2 separate regions of the Delphinus delphis genome follow, and region 2 is linked to region 1. Evidence: chromatin contacts called from public Hi-C data. All regions are on one chromosome and are shown on one strand. The core of a region is the stretch at or near the end of the contact, and the rest is flanking DNA. Distances in the headings are between cores, read along the strand shown. Region 1 holds the start of C10H6orf47 (chromosome 10 C6orf47 homolog). Region 2 holds the start of LOC132432614 (heat shock 70 kDa protein 1B).

Region 1 (2,700 bases), core at 176-2,675:
GGCCTTGAGCACAGCCCTAGCAGGGCTGAGGCCAGGAGCTCCAGCAGGTGCAGGGTCAGGTTGGTGGAGATCTGCAGACACTCCTCTGGGTCCCCCAGGTACTGGTAGGGAGCCCCTGCTCCCCCACCTGTTTCCCCCCGCAGCCAGCCCAGCAGCTTCTGACGCTGGCCAGGCTTCTCCGCTGGGGCTTCAAGCCCAGGGGGGCTCAGTCCCTCTTCAGGGGACACACCAGGCTTCTTGGTGCCACCTGAGTCCACAGGATCCCATCCTGGTTTGAGAATGGTCTCTCCAGCCTCCAATCTCCCAGACTCTTGAGTGCTAGAGACAGTCTCATCCCACTTGAGAGAATCCATTTTTTTGCACCCCAGTTGCTCAACTTGGGACTCCCTGCTTGGTTCTGGAGCAGCCCCAGAGCTCCCCTGTGCACCTGAGTCCTTGGTCTTGGGAGGCCCCAGATCTCCCATGGTTTCTGGGGCACTGTCCCAGTCACTCCCTGAATTCTCAGAGGAGCTGTCCATCCGTCTGGGTTCTGGGGCGGGCAGGTCAGGCCTCGTTGATTTCCAGCGGCCCCAGGGGCGAGGTAGCCAGCCACCAAGCTGTCGCAGGAACATGGTTGGGGTGTGTAATGAGCCCCCAAATTCTGGGGCTGCTTCCTGGCACTGCTTAGACGCTCAGGTTTGGGGGCTGAGGGTTTCCTCAGAAGCCACAGTCTGTTCAGGCTCAGAAGAACAGGTATCTGCTGGTGAGTCCTACTCTGAATTCAGAAGTGGCTCCCCACTTCCCTGGATGGTCATGCAGCCTCAAGTGTGTCAAGCGGCTTGTTTCCTTTACAGTTTTGAGGTAAAGGAAGGCACATCCAAGTTCATTCACCACCACCACCCAGCACACAAGATTCCAAAAGTCTCAGGATCTGACAAAGCCTGGGTCACCCCCACAGTGTCCTCCCTGTTTTCCAGGTTTATTTCCCAGCAGGCAGCACCCCAAGTTTCACTCACCAAGCCTACGTCCCAAGGTGCCCCAGCAACTGGGGAGGAGGTTCTCCCAAGAAGGAAGGAAGGAAGGAAGGTGGCCCTGGGTCCTAGGTGCTCCGGAGCGGGAGAGTCCTGAACTGCTGCCCTAAGGCAGCTCAGGAAGAAGTCTCTTGTTAGGTGAGTGAGGGAAGAGGTATCCGGCAAACTCCAGCCAGCAACGTTCGTCCCTTGATTCAGAGGGCTATGAACCCTATAAAGTGGCCCCACCGGCCCCTGAGCACGCAGCTGAGACTCGGTCTCCGCGAGGTCAGGCCGGAGATGTCCTCGGAGATCCCGGTTGCCAGGCAAAGCGCGGGCCTGCCTGGGGAGCCAGGCGTCCAGGCGCTGCAGCCCCTCCCGGGCCCAGCGTCCGGGCCGCGGCCTCGCGGATCCGCCCGGAGCCGCAGAGCCCGGAAGCAGCTGCACCGGGACTAGAGGGACAGGCGGAGGCGGGGCCCGCAGCTCGCGGGGCGGACCCTGCCGATCCACCACCGCCCCGCGCCCGCGCTGCTTGTGCGCGCCATCAGTGCGCACCTGGCCGTACCGCGGGGCGCAGAGTCAAGATCACGGGGACCCAACGCCTGAATGTAAACCCAGCTTTCCCTTTTCGTCGTCTAGAGCCCCCGTGACGCCAGTGTTCCCTTAAACTCGCCCGCCCCCTTTAGTCCCCTTTTCTTGTTTATGATTTCATGAAAGGATTTTCCGGAAAAGAAAGCTGAGAGGAGGCTTGGGACTTGAGTAGCCCTTCCTTGCTCCTCCATGCACGTATTTTACCTCTTGGATTTGACGACAGTGAGCGCTTCATGTGCCTGGCACCTAGTATGAGCAGCACAAGGGAGGCGCGGGAGACGAAGTGTGGGAAGGGCAAGTGTAGACAAATAGGATGTGCTTCCTGCCCTCAGGAGTTTTCAGGTATCAAAATGAACAACCTTGGCTTAAAGTGTGTATTTGGGAGGCCAGAGTTCTGGTCCCAGTTTCAGCTAATAGCCTACAGGCTGCATAATCTTAGGCCCTCCTATCACACTGGCCTCTTCCTGCAAGACCCTACCCACTCTCATCACCTCTGAGCCTTCCCTGACCTCCTCTATCACCATGCATTGTATTTGATCACATCCTGTCTCCTCCAGCTGTGAGCAACCTGAAGACTGGGAAAGTCTCTTACTCCCTATTCTTAGCACATAGTATATGAACTTTGTTTGTGAAATCAATGATTGAATTGAGTGGGCAAGGGATGGAGTGGGCAGGGGATGCCTTCTGAGGGAAGTTAGACTTGCATAGAGATGGGCAATTCCTGGTTCAGGGATTGAAAAAATAGGTGGGGCACTCTGGGCAGCGGCTGGGACTAGGAGCGAACCAGACTGGCAGGGAGGTGACCCTATCATACCACCTAGCAGAGCTGCTGCCTCTTCTGGCTCAGGTAGAATTTCATGTGGCCCCCAGCCTGTTTGGCTTCCCTGCAACAGCTTCCAGAAAAGTGAATAAAACACCAAAGAGGGGGAAAAGCTTGATTTATTTCTCAACTCTCAGCCTCTTTTCTCCCACAGGCAGAGTCCACTGATCAAAACCTGAAGGTCTGGAACCTGGGCAGGCCCCAGGAAGTAGAAGCCCAAGTGCCTAGGTCAGGGGCCCAAGTTCAGACTTCAGCAGCAGACCAGGGTCAGAACTTGCCAAGTCAGAACTCAAGGTTCAT
Region 2 (2,700 bases), core at 35-2,534, 140 kb after region 1:
CTGAGCCTCCGCGTCCGAAGCCTGTGCTCCGCAACGGGAGAGGCCACAATAGTGAGCAGGCCCGCGTACCCAAAAAAAAAAAAAAAAAAAAAGGCATAAAGGAAACAGGGGGGTGGCCCGGAACCCAGGCTGGGAAAGTGAGGAACTGGGAGAAGCCCCAAAGGCCTAATGATAGCTGAATTTCTTTTTTTTTTTTTTTTGCGGCACACGGGCCTCTGTTGCGGAGCACAGGCTCCGGATGCGCAGGCTCAGCGGCCATGGCTCACGGGCTCAGCCGCTCCGCGGCCTGTGGGATCTTCCCGGACCGGGGAAGGAACCCGTGTCCCCTGCATCAGCAGGCAGACTCTCTACCACTGCGCCACCAGGGAAGCCCGATAGCTGAATTTCTATAGAGATCATTTTTCTTTCTCAAGTCCCAGTCCAGCCCGAGGAAAACGGGAGCGATTCTGGGCGGGGACAGGGGCGCGGTGGATCCAACCCTGCCCTTCCCTCCCCACGCCCCTGACCGAACGCGTCCCTTTTAAGGCGTTGGGAACTTCTCCAATTTAAGAACCGTCTGTTTACCTGATTACTTTTCTTTTGAAAATTAAAATTTTCCCATCCCCAGATATTCCATCCATATAGGGCTAAAGATGACGCCAAAACTATACTTCATTATCTCTTTCCTTGTCCGTCCTACTTTAAAAATAAGATGGGAAAAACGCCGGGAGGGCCAAGGCAATTCTCAGGCAGCCTGGCCCCTCCGCGAACCGGTCCAAACGTGGCTGCTTCCATCAGCGTCAGGCTCCAATCAGCGTCTCTTTGGGCCACAGATACCCCACCCTCTTAGAGAAACTCCGGATCTTTCTGTAATTTGGGTCTCCCCGGAATCGTGTACCCCCTAATCCTACTTTAAACAACCAAACTTATTTGAGCCCCACGAGCCTCTCACCGCCCTACTTGTTACAAGCCTAGGACTCATCCTTCCGGTCGACAGCCAACTACTTGGCAGGCGGCTCACCAGGGAAACGGAGACTGTGTGGGCGGAGTCAACAACGACTCTTCCCAGGGCCTCTCCCCCCTCCCCTTAGGACTCCCGTTTCCTCCAGCGAATCCGAGAAGAGTCTGGAGAGTTCTGGGAGGGGTGGCACCCACGGGGCTGATTGGTCCCAGAAAACCAGGGGGCAGGACCTGAGGAGAAACCCCTGGAATATTCCCGACCCGGCAGCCACACTGAGCTCGGTGATTGGCTGAGGAGGGAAAAGGCGGAGCTTGTTGAAAAATTATAAACACAGAGCAGCCCTCAGAGAAACGGCGAGCCTTGAGAGAGCTACTAAGATTCGTGTAGTTGGTGAGAGCAGCTTCTGCAGACACACTCTTTGCGAACACCACCCCGAGCGGCACCGGCGCGTTCGGTTTCGGAATCCGAAAGAACCGAGCTCCTCGTCGCTGAACTCGTTGGCCGTTTTCAGGTCTGAAGTTCGTTGCGGAGCCGAGAGGACAGGACACCGGCATGGCGAAAAGCACGGCCATTGGCATCGATCTGGGCACCACCTACTCCTGCGTGGGGGTGTTCCAGCACGGCAAAGTAGAGATCATCGCCAACGATCAGGGCAACCGCACCACCCCCAGCTACGTGGCCTTCACGGACACCGAGCGGCTCATCGGCGACGCGGCCAAGAACCAGGTGGCGCTGAACCCACAGAACACCGTGTTCGACGCGAAGCGGCTGATCGGCCGCAAGTTTGGCGACCCTGTGGTGCAGTCGGACATGAAGCACTGGCCTTTCCGGGTGATCAACGACGGTGACAAGCCCAAGGTGCAGGTGAGCTACAAGGGGGAGACCAAGGCGTTCTACCCCGAGGAGATCTCGTCGATGGTGCTGACCAAGATGAAGGAGATCGCCGAGGCGTACCTGGGCCACCCGGTAAGCAACGCGGTGATCACTGTGCCGGCCTACTTCAACGACTCGCAGCGCCAGGCCACCAAGGATGCCGGGGTGATCGCGGGGCTGAACGTGCTGAGGATCATCAACGAGCCCACGGCTGCCGCCATCGCCTACGGCCTGGACCGGACGGGCAAGGGGGAGCGCAACGTGCTCATCTTTGACCTGGGCGGGGGCACGTTCGACGTGTCCATCCTGACGATCGACGACGGCATCTTCGAGGTGAAGGCCACGGCCGGGGACACCCACCTGGGTGGGGAGGACTTCGACAACAGGCTGGTGAACCACTTCGTGGAGGAGTTCAAGAGGAAGCACAAGAAGGACATCAGCCAGAACAAGCGGGCCGTGAGGCGACTGCGCACCGCCTGCGAGAGGGCCAAGAGGACCCTGTCGTCCAGCACCCAGGCCAGCCTGGAGATCGATTCCCTGTTCGAGGGCATCGACTTCTACACGTCCATCACCAGGGCGCGGTTCGAAGAGCTGTGCTCGGACCTGTTCCGGAGCACCCTGGAGCCCGTGGAGAAGGCTCTGCGCGACGCCAAGCTGGACAAGGCTCAGGTCCACGACCTGGTCCTGGTGGGGGGCTCCACCCGCATCCCCAAGGTGCAGAAGCTGCTGCAGGACTTCTTCAACGGGCGCGACCTCAACAAGAGCATCAACCCCGACGAGGCGGTGGCCTATGGGGCGGCGGTGCAGGCAGCCATCCTGATGGGAGACAAGTCTGAGAACGTGCAGGACCTGCTGCTGCTGGACGTGGCTCCCCTGTCGCTGGGGCT

What was found. A called contact is a pair of places that touch in the nucleus more often than the background predicts.
Region 2: a contact with region 1 is called in a Hi-C map of lung, with 2.9 times the contacts expected there. The contact joins the promoter of LOC132432614 here to the promoter of C10H6orf47 in region 1. A contact is called at or near these places in 2 of 3 Hi-C or Micro-C datasets (lung and muscle).

The regions. Positions count from the first base shown.
Region 1 is chr10:23,266,258-23,268,957 of mDelDel1.2, forward strand. C10H6orf47 (chromosome 10 C6orf47 homolog) reads right to left here and starts at 1,426. Exons shown (of 1, transcript XM_060023286.1): 1 at 1-1,426. The coding sequence starts at 611. GPANK1 (G-patch domain and ankyrin repeats 1) reads right to left here. Exons shown (of 4, transcript XM_069541121.1): 4 at 2,396-2,700. The coding sequence ends at 2,683.
Region 2 is chr10:23,404,088-23,406,787 of mDelDel1.2, forward strand. LOC132432614 (heat shock 70 kDa protein 1B) reads left to right here and starts at 1,285. Exons shown (of 1, transcript XM_060023263.2): 1 at 1,285-2,700. The coding sequence starts at 1,493.